5 separate regions of the Mus musculus genome follow, and all the other regions are linked to region 5. Evidence: chromatin contacts called from public Hi-C and HiChIP or PLAC-seq data. All regions are on one chromosome and are shown on one strand. The core of a region is the stretch at or near the end of the contact, and the rest is flanking DNA. Distances in the headings are between cores, read along the strand shown.

Region 1 (3,755 bases), core at 266-2,765, 300 kb before region 5:
ACCCAAAGCCCATGATGGCTGTAATACATATTATTAATATTTTATTTTTTAAAGATTCATTTATTTATTATATACAGTGTTCTGCATATATAGCTCTATGTCAGAAGAGGCGCCAGATCTCATTATAGATGATTGTGAGCTACCATGTGGTTGCTAGGATTTGAACTCAGGACCTCTGGAAGAGCAGTCAGTGCTCCTAATCACTGAGCCATCTCTGCAGCCCCAGTCCCTGGTGTTTTAACAAAGCCTGTGATTCTCAGAGGACTGATCAGAGCTATTCCCTGACAATGTAAAATTTCCAGTGGAGGTAGGTCAAGGCTCAGCAACAATCTGATCTGTCGCAGGAGCCGAGCAGAAGCCATTCCCTGGCAGGAAGGAACAGACATGCAGCCAGCAGGAGGCTGTAGAATGTCTGGTTCTATCTTAGCGTGGTGAAACATGACTTTGTGAGTTCAAGGTCAGTCTGGTCTACAGAGTGAGTTCTAGGACAGCCAGGGCTACACAGAGATATTAGAGAAAAAAAAAGCAGGAAGGAAGGAAGGAGGGAAAAGAAAAAAAGGAAGGAAGAAAGAGGAAAAGGAAGGAAGGAAGGGAGGGAGGGAGGAAGGAAGGAAGGAAGGAAGGAAGGAAAGAAGGAAGGGAGGGAGGGAGGGAGGGAGGGAAGGGAAAGTCTGTTTCTAGCACCACACTTGGTGGCCATTGCCAGCAATCAAGAGGCTAAATCAGAATAGTCAGGTATGCTGGAGAACTCCTGTAACCCAGCACTTAGACAAGAGGACCAGGAGCCCAAGATTATCCTTGGCCATATAGTGAGACCAGTCTGGCCTTTAGGAGGCCCTATTTCAACTTCACCTCCCCATAGCCCCCCCTCCCCCCAACTTTATCTCCTCCCCAAATCCCTGTTTCTCAAGACTGGAGAGGTGAGCAGGGACACTTCTTAGCATATGAGACCCTGGGTTTAATTCCCTGTGTTGAAAAAAAGAAAGCAAGCACAATGAAGCCGTGAGGTGTGTTGTTCTGAATTGGCCTGGCAATCCATTCATAAACAACTATGCCCAGAACAAACATCAGGGTGTTTCCATGTGGCACTCAGGGTCTGGGGCTAGGCCGGGCTTGATTTATTCTTTATTTTTGTGGTGCTAGGGAATTCAATCCAGGCCCTGTAGCTCTCTATGCTGAGTTTCAGAGCCATCTCTCTCGCTCCCTTTTTATGCCAGACAGGTTGTCACCATGACATCTGGATTGTTCTAGAACTCGCTCGGTAGTGCCGGCTGACCTCAAAACCACCGTGATTCTCCTGTGTCAGCCTCAAGGTCCTGCCGAGGTCACTGGTGTGAATACACCCAGCCGGTTCCAGATCTTTATCAAGGACTTTTACAAGGTTGATTTTCTTCTTTAGGTTGCTGGTATTTGCTGCCCCACCCCCACCCCCAAACAGGAAGTCGTCTAGCTCGGAGCACATCTCTTTTATTCTCACACAACACACAACCACCGGATGTCCCTCCACTAAGGAAATACTTCGTCACTCCTTGAGAGTGTCATGACCTTGTTTCCCACAAGGCATTGCGAGATTGCCAGAGCGCTTACATGGACCTTTCCTGTGGTGCTCAGACACTTTCCATCCTGGGATCTCCACCTATCCAAGTGGTGCCGTGTATCTGAGATCCTGGGTCCACCCCAACAGGCCTGTGAGATGCACCTCTCCAAGGGGGGAGACCCGCATGCTCTTCCAGATGGAGCTCAGGTTTAGGATAAGCTCAGAATCAGCGGCAAACAGTAACCCAGCTGCCTCCCAAACTGACATCTGAACACGAGAAGGTAACCAGGCAAGGCAGTTTACTTTAGCAAAAAGGCGCGCGACACCCCAAACATCCAATCAAGAACAGTAGCGAGGAAGCTCATTCAATTTTAGTTCTAAAGCGCTAAAGTCTGTCTCTATGTCTGTCTGCATGTGAGTACAGGTGAGTGTGTGGAGGCCAAAGGTCAATGTAAGTCACTTTACTCTACCTAACTCTTTATTGCATTTTCCCCCCCCTGGGACAGGGTTTCTCTGTGTAGCCCTGGCTGTCCTAGAACTCACTCTGTAGACCAGGCGGGCCTTGAACTTAGAAATCCACCTACCTCTGCCTCCCGAGGGCTGGGATTAAAGGCGTGCACCACCACGCTCTGCTCTTTATGGCATTTGTAAAAAAATAAATAAGTACACTGTAGCTGTCTTCAGACGCACCAGAAGAGGGCATCAGATCTCATTATGGGTGGTTGTGAGCCACCATGTGGTTGCTGGGATTCGAACTCAGGACCTTCAGAAGAGCGGTCAGTGCTCTTACTCGTTGTGCCCCTCTTTATTGCATTTTTAATTTATACTTTTAAAACATTCATTTTGTTTATCTTGTGCATGCAGCTTGTCCTGATTACTGTTATGGCTGTGAGAAGTCACCATGGCAACCACACTTTTTTTTTTTTTTTTTGAGATCCTGTGTCTCACTACATAGCTCACTATGTAATTCATTCACTCCTGAACTCACTATGTAGACCAGGCTAGCCTCAGAGCAATAAAGATCCACTTGCTTCTGCCTCCCAAGTACTGGAACTAAAGCTGTGTGCCACTGTGCCCAGCATTAAGGACAGAGTCTCTGTAACTGGCAGGTCTGGAACTCACCATACAGATCAGGCTGGTCTCAATTTGAATAGATCTACCTGCTTTTGCCTTGAATTTTTCATGATGTGTGTGTGCGTGCGTGCCACGTTTGCTGCCTGCGTGAAGGGGCCCACAGAGGCCAGAGAATGGCGTTGGATCCCTTGAAGCTGGAGTTACGCACAGCTGTGAGCTACCAGACATGGAAAATGTATAATACCCCAGTAATAAGTTTTACATTGATAATTTCCATCTCATTATTATAACTTTATATATTGATTAGATTAAATTGAAATGGTAGTATTTAATATATTTAATATTTAATATATGCTGGGGGAAAATCTGGGTGAAGGAGCGGAGGGAGAAATTCTCAGTGGAGCATATGCTAAGTCTGCAAAAAGTCTTGGGTTCAAACTCTACCACCGAAACCCAAAAACCCCAAACAAAGCACAACTCATCTCCCCAGTTTATTTTTGCTGTCTTCACGGTGGCTACTGAGAATGCTATCTCATTTACTCTCATTATTTTGGGAAAGATTTTTTTAAAAAGATTTATTTATTATTTATACATAAGTTCACTAGCTGTCTTCAGACACCCCAGAAGAGGGCATCAGATCTCATTACGGATGGTTGTGAGCCACCATGTGGTTGCTGGGATTTGAACACAGGACCTTCCCTAGAGCAGTCAGTGCTCTTAACTGCTGAGCCATCTCACCAGCCCGGGAAAGTTTAACTGACTTAAATTTTTTGAAGTTTCAAATTGTACATGTGGTATTGGATGTGGCAACGTAGGATATAGGTCCTGTAGTCTCCTATAGCAGAAAACAGAGAAGTGGAGGTCACGTCAGAGAGCCTTGTTATTATCTAGCCCCCCTTCAGGCTTCAAAGCACCTCCCCCCCCCCCAGTTTTCCATCTCTCAGAAGTGACTTAGCAGTCTGCCCATGGAGACCCTCAAGTGCTAGGGAGGCCCTCCAGGCAGTGGCAGATTCCAAGGGCTGGCACTGGGCAGTCCTTTCTGTGTGGTAAAGGAGAGTTTGAAATCATAGTGCTGAGGTGCCAAGGTTTGTTGCTGGAAGAGCAGGAAGAAGATGAGGAGGCGACACTGTGGCAAAGCCTACAC
Region 2 (3,479 bases), core at 477-2,976, 380 kb before region 5:
CCCTCTTCTGGTGTCCACAGGCATGCACAGACACCCACATATATAAAAATAATTTTAATAAAAAAATAAATTATGAGTGCGTGTGTGTATGTGTGTGTGCTTGTGTGTGCATCACATACATACAAAACTTAGTTTTTAGAAAAGAATCCTTAAAATGTTGGGGCTTTTCCCTCCCCACCCCAACTCTTCTTCCTTCTTTTCTCTTCTATCTCCTCCTTTTCCTCTTCTTCCTCCTCCTCTTCTGAGACAGGGTCTCATGTACCCCAGGCTAGCTCTGAGCTATCTACCTAGCTGAGGATGGACTAACATTTCTGATCCTCCTGCCCTGTCTTCTGAATGCTGGACTTGCAGGCTCCAGCAGCCACCCTCTTTCCATGGTGCTAAGGTTCACCAGCAGGGCTCTATGCGTGCTGGGGGTGCATACCTGCTGGGGATACACACTGAGCCGCCTCCCCAGACCCTGGAATATTTTCTAGGCCAAATTTGAATGCATTTTTCTGAGAGAACACCTGCCCAGCAGTTCTCTTGCTCTGTAACCTAAAGACTTACTCACACTTTTAAGCCCCATTGAAGACCTCAAGCTTTTATTAATGGACATTATGCCTATCAAGATTTACTGTAAAAAAGAGCAGAATTTCTTTAAAGACTTATTTCTTTTTCTTTCTTCTTTCCATTAACTTATTTATTCATTTTACATCCCTATCACGGTTCCACCGGTCCTGCCAGTGCCCCCTCAAATGGCCCCTCCCTCTTCACCGCTGAGAAGGGGGAGGTCCCTCCCAGGAACCAACCCACCCGGGCAATCTCAAGTCACTGCAGGACTAGGCACATCCACACCCACTGAGGTCAGACAAGACAGCCCAGTTAGGGGAGCAGGATCTACAGGCAGGCAACAGAGTCAGGGGTCCAGTTGCTCCAATTGTTGGGGGACCCACATGAAGACCAAGTTGCACTTCTGCTACATCTGTGTGGGGGGCATAGGTCCAGCCCATGAATGCTCTTCTGTTGGTGGCTCAGTTTCTGGGGGCCTCCAAGGGTCCTAAAGACTTAATAATTATGTATCCAGGAGAATGTGCTCTCAATGCAGGTGCCCACGAGTACAGTGCCTACAACGGCCAGGAGAGGGCGCTGGATCCCTGCGGCTTGAGTTACAGGTCTCTGTGTCCCAATGTGGAAACTGAACTCAGGTCCCCTGCAAGAGCAGTGAACTAAATGCCGAAGTTACTTCTTTAAACTTAAAACAAAAAAAGGAATATGTAGGGTGGGGATGTGCACCTGAGTGCAGGTATCCCTGAAAATGAGCCAGGTCCCCCAGAGGAGAATTACAGATGCTAACAAGCTGCCAAATCCGGTCCTTAATAACAGCAGTGTGTGTTCTTAACCTCGGAGCCTACATTCCAGAATTCATTCAATCCAGAATTTATTTTTGTTTTTTGTTTTTGTTTTTGTTTTTTAATTTCTTGTTTTGTTTTATTTTTGTTTTTGGAGACAGGGTCTCTGTGTAACCCTGGCTGTCCTGGAACTCACTCTGCAATCTAGGCTACCTCGAATACAGAGATCTGCTTGCTTCTGCCTTACAAGTGCTGGGATAAAAGGCATGTGCCACTACATAGAGCCGAAAAATTTTAAGCAAACTACAAGCACACATTCTATCAGCAGGGAAACTGTCACCCTCAAGTGCCATCCGGTCTCTGCAGAACTCCCGGCCTGATGAGCAGCTGGTGCCGGCAAGGTTAGTGTGGTTTTGAACGTTACTCTGACCTCACAGAAGGGAGTGGAAATGAGCAGTCCACGCACAGGAAGTCAGCGGGAAGAGAAGGCCGTCTGAAATGGTCCTTTCACACAGTGAGCTGCCATGACTCATCAGTTCTACAGCGAGTCAGGATCCCATCAGAAATAAGCTACTTCTGCTTTACATTTATTCAAAGAACACTGCATCTGGCAAAGGCTGCCCAGTCTTATAATAAATCAAAATCCATCTGGGATTCTGTAGCCTTAGCGTGCCACCATGCAACTTTCCGCTCGCTGTAAACTGTGAAACTTCAGAAGCGAAAATAAAAGAGCCACAAGTGTCTTAGCTAGGGGTTCGATTGCTGGGACAGAACACCACGGCCAAAGCAACTCGGGAAGGAAAGGGTACCCCAGCTTACTAGGCTCGGTCACACCCACCACTAAAAGAAGTCAGGACAGGAATGCAGAGGGACCTGGAGCAGGAGCTGATGCAGAGGCCATGGAGGGTGCTGCTTACTGCCTTGCTTTCAGGATTTGCTCAGCCTGATTTCTTATAGAACCCAGGACCTCCTGCCTACAGAGGGCTGGGACCTCCCACATCAATTATTAATCAAGAAAATGCCACAAAGGCCAATCATTTTCCCAATTGTGGTTCCCTCGTCTCAGGTAACTCTAGGTGTCAAGATGACAACAGACAACCAGCACAAGAAGTAGCCTTCCTCTCCAGCTCACTCCCAGCCCCGTCCTCCCAGAGCATCCTCCTCCTGAACTCACTCCCAGCATGGTCCTAGGGCTTCCTCCTCTCAGCTAACCACCAGCACTGCTCTCGCAAAACATTACCGTCCTGAATTTACCAGCACTGTCTTCCCTAAGCACAGTCGAGCATTTCTTCCCATAATAAACTACGTAAAAAGGATCCACATGCCTGTAATCCCACCACTCTAGAGACCTAGGCAGGAAAGACTTACGTGAGTTCAAAAACAGCCATAGTGAATTCCAGAGTAGTCAGGACTACAATTTCCAGTACCCAAATTTAGACCCAAATCCACAAAGTTGTCCTGACCACCACGTAAGCAACATGGTACACACATACAAATAAATAGATATTAAAATTTTAAAATAGGGTCGGGGGTACTGAAGTGGGGGAGTAAGAAGGGTGATACAGAAGGAGAGAGGAGGGGACATAAACACTAAGGACATTTGAAAGATATTCTTTTGTAAGCTTACTTAATAATACCTACATCATGTGTATGTGTCCCTATCCGTGTGTGTGTGTGTGTGTGTGTGTGTGTGTCCATGTATTTATGTTGCATATACATCTATACTTTTATTGTTACAGGGTGATAATATTCTCCCAGGAGCCATAGACTAATAAAAATCCCAGTGACAGACATGGGACACCTCACGGAAGTAGTTAGTCAAGGAATCTAAGAGAACAATACAATACACACAGATAATTGCTATTGCCCTTGGTTGCTTCCCAGATCTTGGAAGTAATACCCTACGCTGAAAACACCACACACTTTGGTGATAGGACTTGGGAGAAATCAAGTTGGCGTGACCTTTAAAGACCTTCTTCCGTGGGGGCTGGCTCTCATAATATTATTAGATGCCATACAAACTGCTAAGGAGAAAAGCAAGAAATAGCCCTACTCAGCTGTAAAGACTTCCTCCACCCACAACAATGACTGACCATACCAGACGGCCCCAACAGCAGCCAACAACTATGTCATTGAACTTAAGGCCTG
Region 3 (3,779 bases), core at 1,219-3,718, 420 kb before region 5:
AACAGATCCATATGGGATGGCAGCAACCCCGAAGAGCCAAAATGCTCAAAATGTTATATTAAGACACAATCTATTTCACTTCAAGATTTCACTTACTTAAGAAAAAAAAAATAAGCAGCCAAGTCTCTTCAGTTATTGGAGAAAACTGTCAATCTTCACTGACCAAGGAAAAGTAAATTTATATATCTGGACCAATGAGATGACTCAGCAAGTAAAGGTTGCTTGCTGCCGCGTCTGACAACCTGAGTTCTAGCCCCCTGCCCAATAGAAGGAAAGGGTTGACTCCCGACAGTTGTCCTCTGGGCTCCATGCGCACAGCATGGCACACGTGTACTCACATCCATACATATACATACAAAAGAAATAAGTAAAAAGGTATGTGTTTGTATTTAACACAAAACAGGCAAGATTACAAATCCAAATGGAACTTGGTTGAACCTTTGGAAAGAGCAGTAACAGCTGATCAGGCATCCTTAGTGCTCTTCTGATAGGCCACTGTGGGTTTCATATTCTAAGAGTGATGATTTGAAGACAGAAGAGTGAGGGCACAGACTTTAATCCCAGCAGAAGCAGGCAAATTCAAGACAGCCTGGTCTACACGGTGAGTTCCAGGACAGCCAGGGCTATACAGACACCCTGTCTCAAAAAACCCCAATGGAACAAACAAGCAAAAGAAAGATTCAAAAAGAGGACCGAGAGTGGGTCACATGGTCAGCTTTCTGTGTGTTTGTGTGTGTGTGTGGTAGGGGAGTGATGGCTCACTGGCATGTACCACTTGTTGGGTTTGACGTCCAGGACCCTAAGTGTCTCCCAGTCAGCAGCACATATAAAACTTCAAGTTGTGAAAGCTTTTGATAGTTTCTCTACTGGAGAGGAAGAGTGCTTTATACATGTGCACACACGTTTATATATGCTAAGAAAACTGCAGTGCAGGACAATCAGCTGTGTGTGCAAGTATGTTTGTGTCCGTGCATGTGCGTACACCAGCACAGACTGGCTGGCAAAGTGTCTGTCCCTCACACACACACACACAGGCTTCAGAGCACGAGTCAAGCCTTGCATCTTTTTGTTGTTGTTCTTGTTTGGTTTTTTGAGATTGGGGTTTCTCTGTGTAACAGAACCCTGGCTGTCCTAGACTCTATTTGTAGACCAGGTAACCAGGCCAACCTCAAACTCACAGAAGCCTTACAGCTTTTACACAAACCTCTTGTGTTGATCATTTCAAACTTCATAAATGGGTGGGGCGTGGTGGCACACACCTTAGTTCCAGCACTTGGGAGGCAGAGGCAAGTATCTTTGAGTTCCAGCTAGCAGGGCTATATACAGTGAGACCTCGTCTCTCAATTAACTAATTAACTAGTTAGTTAGCTAGTTAGTTAAAAGTATATTTCCAGCTGAACATGGTGGTGCATATCTGCAATCCCAGCACTCAAGAGTGAGGCAGGAGGATTACAAATCTGAAATCAGGCAGCCAGTGAAATCCTACAACACAAGGGTGCGTACACACTGTGAGACCAACATGGCTCATATGGGCATAAATTGAATTTGCTGACAGTGTCAAAGGCAATAACTTGTACAGATCTGCTCAGTAACTGGTTGGACAAGGTTTGAACAAATTTAACTTTAAAACAAATCATTGCATTCCAAGAAACAAAGGCCCAGAAGAAAATGTCTGTTGTCAGTTTCCCTTGCCAGTCACTGTGTGGCCCTGTGCTCATCTGCTGCAGGTGGTGGGCCAGCACCCTCTGAGGGAAGCTCTACCTTCCCCACCAGGGCTGTAGCATGCTCGCCCTGCTCCTGCCTCCTGCTCACACCCTGTCAAGGTTCACAACCGATATATTTCTGATTCTCTAGTGAACCTCACTAAATAGACCCTGCAATTTCGCTGTTTCTTTTATCTCCAAATCTGAGAGCTTTCTCACATTATAAAATCAGAACGATCAATAGTATTTAGGGATCCTTTCAACTAAGGATAGGGCCATTAACTGTTACTTTGGAATGTCCTAACTCGACAACAGGCAATAAAACTAAAAGACTAGACAGTATTCACAAGCCAATCCCAGCACTTGAGATGTGGAGGTAGCAAGGAGGTCAATGTTATCCTTGAATATATTAGGCCCGTCTCAAAACAACAAAAACAACAAAGCCAGTAATTACAGGAGGGCTGGAGCGTAGCTCAGTGCCAGACTTGTTTGCCACCCGAGGTTTGATCAACACCTCCTCTAAAATTTCATGCAAATTAACCGTGATGCTGAAATTCCTCAAAAGATAAAGACAATTTTTATAATTAACTGGTGCTCCGGAACCAAGACGTCAATAGAACTCAGTGTGTTTGTCTCAGGTGACAGCTCATCAACTGCTTAACCAGAGGAAACCCACACTTAAGCCACAGCACAAGCCGGATGCAAAGATGTGCACTGCGGCCCAGCAACTCAGGAGGCGCAGCCTGCAGGACAGCTTCCCAGCCACCAGTCAGCTCCAGCCTGCACTGACACTGAGACTCATTTTCTCTAGTAAGCCAACCACAGCCTGGTGGAGGGGGTGGTGCAGTCAGTGGGAACTGAACCTCTAGGGGGCAATTTCATTATGTGAACCAGAGGGTCCCTCCTAGCCTCCGCTTTCTGACATGCAGAGGCGTTGCTTTCGAATGCACTTCTGTGTGATCTAACCATGCTCTTTAAAAGCTTTAAGTGAAAGAACATAGCTTCTAAAACAACAAAAAACAACATTCAGTAATAATAATAATAATAATAAAATTCAGTGCGATGCATCTGTCTGTGTTCCAGAATAGTGAATGGAAGACAAGCGAGCTCTGGGGACACTACACTTACCTACACCCACTGGTGGGTTTACAGTGATGCATGCACCCATGAAAGTCACTCCACACATGCTACTGCACATATAGCTCAACTTAAAATTACAGATGGATTTGAAAACTAAGCACAGGACAAGCTACGTCTCCCCTCAGAGGAAGACTCTGCAGAGGTCGCATCTTCTCCGTAGATACGTACATGCGTGCTGCAAGATCCACTCGAATCTAAATTCTGAAAATCATAACTGATCACAAGCTGTTCCCTCTGCCAAAAAGCAAAGGTGTTGTCACATGTCATCTCATTCATAACAGATGGAAATGACAAACACAAGTATTTTAGGAGGAAGACTGACAAGGAGATCTTGGCAAGGGGATTTCTCATCTTTTGTTCATTTTGATCATCGTGGTAAAAAACGATTGTTGTTCAAACATTTCACCCCTGCCCCGGACCTCACAGGAGGCCACCCTGCCCTACACAGACACTGGGTTTCAGCACACGATTTGCTTGCCCAGTAAAGATGTTACATGACATAAGCAATCTTTAGTATGAGTTTGTGCATTTAGCCTCTTTTCAAAAATTCTGGCGTATTTAAATTCTCTACTCTATTCCCCCCACATTCAAATCCAGTGATCTTCTGAGGTCTCCTGCATTCGTGCTAAAGTACTGGCTGAAGAGTCTCAGTTGGCAGAATCTTATCTGACATACACGAACTCCTGGGTCCAGACAGCAGCACCTCGCAACACCCGCTCAGCAATGCACACCCTAATCTCAGTGCTCACGATGGAGGCAACAGCATCAGAAATCAATACACAAGGAAGTTCAAGGCTGAACCACGACACTTAAAGCCTTCCTTTAAATAAATAAATAAATAAATATAAATAAATAAATAAATAAATAAATAAATAAATGGATGAATAAATGAATGAATAAAAGCAATGTCTGTTGCCACCAAGCCTGACCGCCTGA
Region 4 (3,322 bases), core at 532-3,031, 360 kb before region 5:
TACATTTCATTTTCTTTTTGAAAATAGCAGTCCGGGCTGGCAAGAACTGGTGAAGTAATTGAGACTGGCCTTCAACTCCTAAGCCTCCTGGCCCAACACTTACAGGCTGAATTTACTGGCATGTGCCACAGTGGTCACCCTTGAATTAATTATTTAATTTAAAAAAAAAAACAAAAAAAAGCATGGCTTGCTGTAATTGGGGGGAGTGGGACACAAAGGCAGGAGAATCACAAAGCAGAGGCCAGCCTCGTGCTACATAGCAAGACTTTGCCTCAAACAACAACAAAAAGCACAGGTCTTAAATCCCAGCACCTATGGAGCAGAGGCAAGCAGATCTCTGTGAGGCCAGCCTGGTCTAGGACTGAATCCTAGGGCATCTAGGCCTAAGTAGACACCTTGCCTCAAACAACCAAACAACCCCACCACAACATGATAGGCAAACCCCTTCATCACTATGTATCAGAGCTCATCAACGCAGCCTCCCACTAGCGCCTCATCCCTCCAATCCAACCAGCCCTCAACAACGATTCTTACATAAAAGTGTTGACCTGAGACAAATCAGGAGAAAAAGAAAGGCTTAACAGCCCAAATTCATTTCAAACATCAACTTAAAAAAAAAAATCGGCAGGCAGAATGTGTAAGGGCAAGCAGGTATCAAACTTTTCCTTGCTCTACCTGGGATGGTGAGGAATAGGGGCTGGGTGTTGGGTTGTTTTTTTTCCCCCCTTTTTTTATATTTGATTCAACTCCATTTAGACCCTTCTTATAAAGAAACCATGGCAAGTTTTCAACCAAAGGTACAGGATTTTTCCTCTACAGAGTGGCTGGAAACTTCCCACTATGTGTTTACCTGAGAGACTAGACTGCACAGTCACGGTCTACCTAGGCGGCTCTCTCCCAGCCCTCTGCTGCTAAGTGGCCTCATTTAGCCAGGCCATTCCCCCACCATCATCCATCAGGAGCTCGGCTAATGAGCAAAGACGGAAGAGCAAGTCTCACTCACAAACACGCCACTTATCTGAATTATTATTTTACCAGGAAGGAGGGAGGGAGGGCGTCGTGAGCAGGGAAAGTTTGTTTGACCTTATTTCTCTCTCTTCTGCAGAAGGCTGGAAAGACAGACAGCAGAGCCAACGTCCAGGCTGAGCTCTACTCCCTACCTGGGGCTGCGGCTCCCTGGCCCCACACACAGCCCCACTCTCAGGGGGACTGAACGGGAAACCGAAGGGAATGGGGGGTGAAGCAGCGACGGTGCAGGGCCCGGGCTCTGCAAACAGGCCTGTCGAGCTCTGCCCCCCACCTGGGCCACCATCGTCCCCAGCCCACGCTAACACCGAGGCAGAAGCCGGGGTTTGGGGTGAGGGGTGCTCAAGCCCCCCTCCCTCGTGCCCAAAAGCCACGCGAGGGAAAGACCACTCAGCTAGGGGGCTTGCAGGGGCTCTGTCCCTTTGGGGCGTTCGTAAAGGGGGTGTCCGATGCGTGTCCCCAGAAGAGGCCTGGCCCCGAGACGCCGGGCAGGAGCGGTGGGGGAGGGGAGTGGGGGTGGGGATCCCCCTGCGCCCCGCCCGCGGCGCCCTCAGCCCCGGGCTCCCGGGCTGCTGGCAGTAAGCGTGCGCTGCCCGGACCCCCGCTCCCACCGCCCGCTCCCCGACGGGCCGGGAAGGGCCGAGCCTTCCTACCTCCGACCCGGTACATGTTGGCCGCCATGTCCGCCCGCCCGCCCGCGGAGCCCGAGCCGAGCCCCGCCCGCCGCCGCCGCCTCAGCCTCGACCGCCGCCGCTGCCGCCGCCGCCGCCGCCTCGCCACGGGGGAGGGGGAGGGACGGGGAGGGGACACCGAGGGAGGGGGCTGTGCCCGCCCCCAGCGCCGGCAGAGCGACGCCGAGCGGGCCCGGGAGGCCGGAGCACGGCGGGAACGGGGCGGCGGGCTGCGGGGGGCCGAAGACCCCAGGGGCCACCCGCACTAGCCTCGGGGTAGCACACCAGGGTCAGGGGCTGTGGAAGAACCAGGGTGGGGACAGAGGTTCAGCCACTCCGAGCGTCTCTCTCGCCCGCGTCACCTGTCCACCTTGGGACAGGTTCTCCTTTCCTGCTTCTGTTCCCCAGGGACACCCCTCTATGTGTGACCTCAAGCACACGAACGCCCTTCTGGGTACAACTCTCCGATGCAGCCAATGCAAGCGACAGATGCTTGTTTGCGTCCCTCCCTCGTGGTGAGAGGACGTTTGGTGGCTTTAGAGCCTACAGGCCCTGGGGCCAAGAAGACCCTACGTACTTGCAGCTTGCTCAAGTCTGAGACCCAGCTATGAAAAGAACTGGAAGCTGACTTTCTCACCCCGACCACACTGGCAGGTCAGTCGTGGCTGTGCCAAAACTGGGCTGAACAAAACCGACCCCCCCCCCCACACACACACACACACACACACATCCTCTAGCCCTGCCTCTAAACAGGCTTTGTGTACAGCGTGTGCTTTGACCAGGGGAGGCCTTCAGCACAAGAGGGCTTCCTTTGCCGGTAGAAGAACAGGGTTTCCACAATCCGCAGTTTTCCCCCCATCAAAAGGAGGAGGTCGTGTCTAACAGCTTGGGGTTGCTGGTCAGCTAACTAGTTTTATGTCAAAAAGCACGTCCTCGCCCCAATCCCCGTTTTTGGTTTTTTGGTTTTTTTTTTTTTTTGCATTAATGGGGATTGAAGCCAGGTCTTTGCACAGGCTAGTCATTTAACTATAGAACTAACTTTTCATGTTTGTTGGTTTGTTTTTAAATTCTTAATACACTTATTTACTTATCTATCCATCCATGCATCTATTTATCTATCTATCATGTGAGGGCATGAATGCTATGAGATATATATGTATAGGTCTATCATAGGAGTAGAGATTGAACTCAGATAGTCAGGCCTGGCTATACTGAGCTACCTCACCAACATTACTTGTTTTAATACGGGTCTCAGTTCAGGCTGGCTCTTGTAGCCTCCTGCCTCAGCCTCCTGAGTGCTGGGTTATATTACAGGTGTAGGATCACTTGTCCCATCAGAAAGCTCTTAAGTGGCTAGTTTTCCCATGCTGAGTAGCTATAGATCCCTTTTCACGTTCCTCACACCCTCTATGAGGTTTTGAATATAGATGGTCCTCATAGTACTAAACACCTGTAACCCTAGTATTCCATAGGCAAAGGCTGGAGGCGCTCCAGTTTGTGGCCAGCTTGGGATACAGAGCGAGATCTTCCTGACTGACTCTCCCCAATGAACACATAACTTCTTTTAGGAAAGCCAAGGCATTCCAAACTACACCCAGGCCTTGTTGCACAATAAACATTGGCCT
Region 5 (3,766 bases), core at 234-2,733:
CTTTACTTTAAAAAAAAAATCCATCTAATCCCAATCTTGTGTGGGCAGATTAAAATATGGCTTAGTGCCAGATGGTTTGCTGATCAGTGAACATTAACTAACTAGAGATTTATTATCACGAAATGGAAAAAGAAAAGCATCCGACTATACACGCTACTACCACATAAACTAGTCAAATATACAAATCAAACCCAGTCGCTGGTATCACATAACCGCAGTATCAGCAAAAACAGAATCGTTTCTCTCACCGTAACACTGAAATCTCTACAGTAACTGGATTCCAGTGGCCTCAAAGAATAGCCATTCCAGACACAGGTACTGGTTACCCTGGAGTTCTGTTCCTCAAGTCAGTCACAACATTTAGCACCTGTACTCTGGTTAAATGGAACACTGAGAAAACACTTCAGCCAACAGGATACCCTATCCCTTTCTCTCCATTCCACAAAGACAGCATATTCCAAAAATGGAGAATCCTTTCTTTTCCGATTGAGGCCCCCTCTTATGGGTTCATTGGGCAGGATTACTTCTCTCCAGCACGCATGGAGAGCATACTTCTGCTTTCACTCTTAAAGAGGGTCCCCCAACACAGATGCGCCTCTTCCTTCCCTGTATTGAGTAGATGATAATGCTCTCCACCACTGCAAAACGTTCAGGGAAGTGGAGGGAAGCTGTCAGTTACTGAGGGCTACTTAATAAATCTTCAAATATAAAGACTGAAAGGGGTGACTCCAATCCAGAAGTGGGACTGGGGATTCCTACTCCCTCCGGAAAGGCTGCCCCAATCTTGCCTATCATTCCGTTTAAGTGGAGAGATGTACTCTGAGGGAGAGTCTGTATTTGATGAAGGGGTGCCCTGACTTTAACGGGGTGGGGGGGTCAGAAGAAGGTGCTAAGTGTACCGGGAGGGACGTAGCAGCGGCTGGAGGGTCGTTGAGGGGAAGGAGGGCCCCCGCACTGAAGGGGGCTCTGGGAAGAAGGGAGGGTCTGGAGGCGAGGGCTGCATGGGGGGAGGGGCCGCCCGTCCCGGAGGCGGCGGCGGGGCTGCAGCCTCGCGGGGACCATGTGCCGGGAGCGGCGGCCACCCGCAGGGGCAGCCCGGGGAGCAGGGCCCGCGGCGCGCGCGCGCGCAGGAAGCCGGGGTCCCGGGTTACGTACGAGGGGCGCGAGCCCGCGGCCGGACTCACCGAGGCTGCCGGCGAAACCGTCCATCTTGCGGGGACCGCGCCGGGCTCGGGGCTCAGCGGGGCGGGCGCTTCATTCAGCGCCCCGACCGTGCGGCGGCCGCGGGACCTGACCCGCCGGTTCTCAGCGTCGCCCGGCGCGGCTTCCGACTCCCGCCGCCGCCGTCCGCCGGTCAGCCCGTCAGCCCCGAGGGTCAGTCGGTCAATCAGGTTGAGAGCCGCGCCGCCCGCCGCCTGCCCGGCCTCTCTCCCTCTCTCTCTCTCTCTCCTAAGCCGCAGCCGTGAGCGCCGCGCCGCGCCGCGCCGCGCCCCGCCCCCGCGCCCGCGCGCAGCCACGGCTCCGCCCCCGCGCACGCCGTCACGCTTCCGATCCCGCCCCACGTGACGGAACGGGGCGGGGCTTCCCGCGACACGCCCCTCCCTCTCTGCCCTGCCTCCGCAGCCGCAGAGAACTCTTGAGAGTTAGGAGGCTATTGGCTGCTCTTGTGTTCCTGGCCCGGTTTCGCCACCAGGATTCTCCAGCCCGAAACTGGGTCTGAGTGGACGGGGCTCGTGGGTGTCCTGCTGCTAGAAAGCTGACCTGCACTGTGGGATTCTTTCCCTCTGGGAAGCCCGCGGAGCACAGTTCTAGAGTTCTTTTGAAGGGAGGTAACGAGGAGGCTAACGAGTGAGAGGAAAGATTCCCCTTCTTGGGGTTCCCCTCTCCTCTAGTCAGTGAGAATTCTAGGTAGAGACAAGACTTTTTGACCAGCCTGAGGCCATGTCTGCCACAACCGCAGGTTCTAGGACAGAGCACAAGCAAACAATGTTAATGCTGGATGAAAAGAGTTCGTCTTACCCAAGTCTTATGAGGAAAGTGCACGTAAAAGACTGGCTTGGCTTACTCTCCTTTTGTTCTTCCCATCAGGGCACAAAGCCACCGGATAGCCTATCAGGAAACTATAGCACAGACTATTAGTTTTTAAATAAACCTTAGTTCTAGGCTCAAATCTATGAAGTCACCTAACTAAATTTAGGCCTTGCTTTAATTTATTTGCAAATTCAAGTGCTAGACTGTACCTGAGGCTGACCTCTGGCACACGCATGCACAAGCACAACCAAAACTCATCCCATCTTCTTCAACCCTCTAATCTTTTATTATTATTATTTTATTTTTTAAAGATTTTTTTTAAATTTATATGGGTACACTGTCACCCGGTTACAGATGGTTGTGAGTCACCATGTGGTTGCGGGGAATTGAACTCAGGACCTCTGGAAGAGCAGTCAGGGCTCTTAACCGCTGAGCTATATCTCTCCAGCTCTCAACCCTCTGATTTTATCCTCTTTCCTTACAAAGACATTTGAATAGTTTAGGTCCCTTCTAGGTCGATGTGCAGATTAGAGTAACAAAAAACTGTAAGGTGTCTCAGAGACTAAATTAGATATACCTTTTAAAGTAGCTGGGTTAGGAAAAAAATAAGAATGTCTGTTAATAGAGTTGTAGGTTACAAGGAACAAATTGAAGTAAGGAGAGAAGAAATGGGGAACAACAACTGCCATGAAAAGAATTGACAGAATTAAATGGTTGAAAGGATTGTTAAACATCCTTGAAGGATACCTCTCCCCTTTGATGCCTTTTTAAACTTCTTTCCTAAGGGCCTGGGAGTGTACCTCGGTGACCAATTGTGCTTAGTAAATAGGAGGCACTGGGTTTGATCCCCAGCTCTGGAAACAGCCAACAAACAAAATCTAACTTAAAAACTTAAGGAAACATCACAGCAAACCTAGGAGGTCAGTGTTGTAAACAGGACACAGCAAGGCTGAGAGATGACAGTCAGTAATGTGCTTCCCACAGAAGCAGGGAAAGTGTACTGATGTACACTTACAATCCCAGATCTGGGAAGGCAGAGACAAACTGAACGCCAGGGCATCCTGGCCAGCCAGCCTCCACAGAGAGGTCCTATCTCATAAACAGCTCATGAGGAACTGTACCTGAGGCTGACCTCTGGCACACGCATGCACAAGCACAACAAATGAAAACCTGACATTGGCTTTTTAAAAAATGTTTAACTAAAAGAAGAGAATAGTAAGTCAGGTTTTCTTCTAGCATGGTGAACCAATTTTTAAGTTTTCAATAATTGAAGTAGAACTTGATTTCCTACTTATAGTAAAGCCATATATATAGTATATATATGTATATATTATATATGTATATATCACATATAGGTATACATACGTATATATTACATATATGTATATATGTGTGTATATGTATATATTACATATGTGTATATATTATATGTATATATGCGTGTATATTATATATGTATATATTACATATATGTATATATTACATATATGCTATACATTATATATAATTGCTAGAGGCATTCTGATTAATTTCATATGATTCACATTTTAAAAAGAAAAACACAAGTATTATACATTTAAAATTCTACAGCACTGCGTTACTGAGTATGTTCTTGACAGGAGACAAATGTCTATTTTGGCTTGCCATCAATGAAGGCCAAATTCTCTACTTACAATGTACTTATCTGATGACTGCAAGGACCTTCCCCTTTGGCTTTGTGTGTTGCAACCCTTGC

The links. A called contact is a pair of places that touch in the nucleus more often than the background predicts. HiChIP or PLAC-seq counts read pairs in DNA pulled down with a chosen protein or histone mark.
Region 1: a Hi-C map of CD4 T cells shows a contact between it and region 5, with 3 times the contacts expected there. The contact joins the enhancer-like site here to the promoter of Eml4 in region 5. A contact is called at or near these places in 2 of 484 Hi-C or Micro-C datasets (CD4 T cells and double positive thymocytes) and 2 of 115 datasets of contacts at active chromatin or transcription factors (effector CD8 T cells and memory CD8 T cells).
Region 2: a contact with region 5 is called in a Hi-C map of adipose-derived mesenchymal stem cells, with 3 times the contacts expected there. The contact joins the enhancer-like site here to the promoter of Eml4 in region 5. A contact is called at or near these places in 1 of 39 promoter capture datasets (embryonic stem cells), 8 of 484 Hi-C or Micro-C datasets (CD4 T cells, the G1E-ER4 cell line, adipose-derived mesenchymal stem cells and 2 more), 6 of 115 datasets of contacts at active chromatin or transcription factors (the HPC-7 cell line, the SCID.adh cell line, embryonic stem cells and 2 more) and 1 of 9 other capture datasets (adipose tissue).
Region 3: a Hi-C map of CD8 T cells shows a contact between it and region 5, with 2.7 times the contacts expected there. The contact joins the enhancer-like site here to the promoter of Eml4 in region 5. A contact is called at or near these places in 1 of 39 promoter capture datasets (hippocampal neurons), 1 of 484 Hi-C or Micro-C datasets (CD8 T cells) and 3 of 115 datasets of contacts at active chromatin or transcription factors (CD8 T cells, effector CD8 T cells and memory CD8 T cells).
Region 4: a contact with region 5 is called in an H3K4me3 HiChIP or PLAC-seq map of the 230-238 cell line, with 13 read pairs. The contact joins the promoter of Mta3 here to the promoter of Eml4 in region 5. A contact is called at or near these places in 3 of 39 promoter capture datasets (the 3T3-L1 cell line, hippocampal neurons and pre-B cells) and 9 of 115 datasets of contacts at active chromatin or transcription factors (the 230-238 cell line, astrocytes, bone marrow-derived macrophages and 6 more).

What each region holds. Positions count from the first base shown.
Region 1 is chr17:83,652,536-83,656,290 of GRCm38.p6, reverse strand. No RefSeq gene overlaps it. Among named protein-coding and RNA genes, the nearest start is that of Kcng3, 23 kb to the right of the region's middle. Within about 2 kb of position 1,515, at least 66 of the 459 cell types and tissues checked have an H3K27ac peak or open chromatin away from gene starts, as enhancers often do. A contact at or near this core is called in double positive thymocytes and memory CD8 T cells, where this site is marked.
Region 2 is chr17:83,730,653-83,734,131 of GRCm38.p6, reverse strand. All of the region lies in intron 3 of Mta3 (metastasis associated 3), which reads right to left. Among named protein-coding and RNA genes, the nearest start is that of Mta3, 26 kb to the right of the region's middle. Within about 2 kb of position 1,726, at least 228 of the 459 cell types and tissues checked have an H3K27ac peak or open chromatin away from gene starts, as enhancers often do. A contact at or near this core is called in the G1E-ER4 cell line, the HPC-7 cell line, the SCID.adh cell line and 4 more, where this site is marked.
Region 3 is chr17:83,771,605-83,775,383 of GRCm38.p6, reverse strand. The region is part of intron 8 of Mta3 (metastasis associated 3); the gene reads right to left. Gm46597 (predicted gene, 46597) reads left to right here. Exons shown (of 3, transcript NR_168497.1): 2 at 2,342-2,513; 3 at 3,441-3,745. Among named protein-coding and RNA genes, the nearest start is that of Gm46597, 4.5 kb to the left of the region's middle. Within about 2 kb of position 2,468, at least 89 of the 459 cell types and tissues checked have an H3K27ac peak or open chromatin away from gene starts, as enhancers often do. A contact at or near this core is called in CD8 T cells, effector CD8 T cells and hippocampal neurons, where this site is marked.
Region 4 is chr17:83,704,643-83,707,964 of GRCm38.p6, reverse strand. Mta3 (metastasis associated 3) reads right to left here and starts at 1,781. Exons shown (of 17, transcript NM_001379391.1): 1 at 1,680-1,781. The coding sequence starts at 1,707.
Region 5 is chr17:83,348,658-83,352,423 of GRCm38.p6, reverse strand. Eml4 (echinoderm microtubule associated protein like 4) reads right to left here and starts at 1,483. Exons shown (of 23, transcript NM_001379374.1): 1 at 1,185-1,483. The coding sequence starts at 1,209.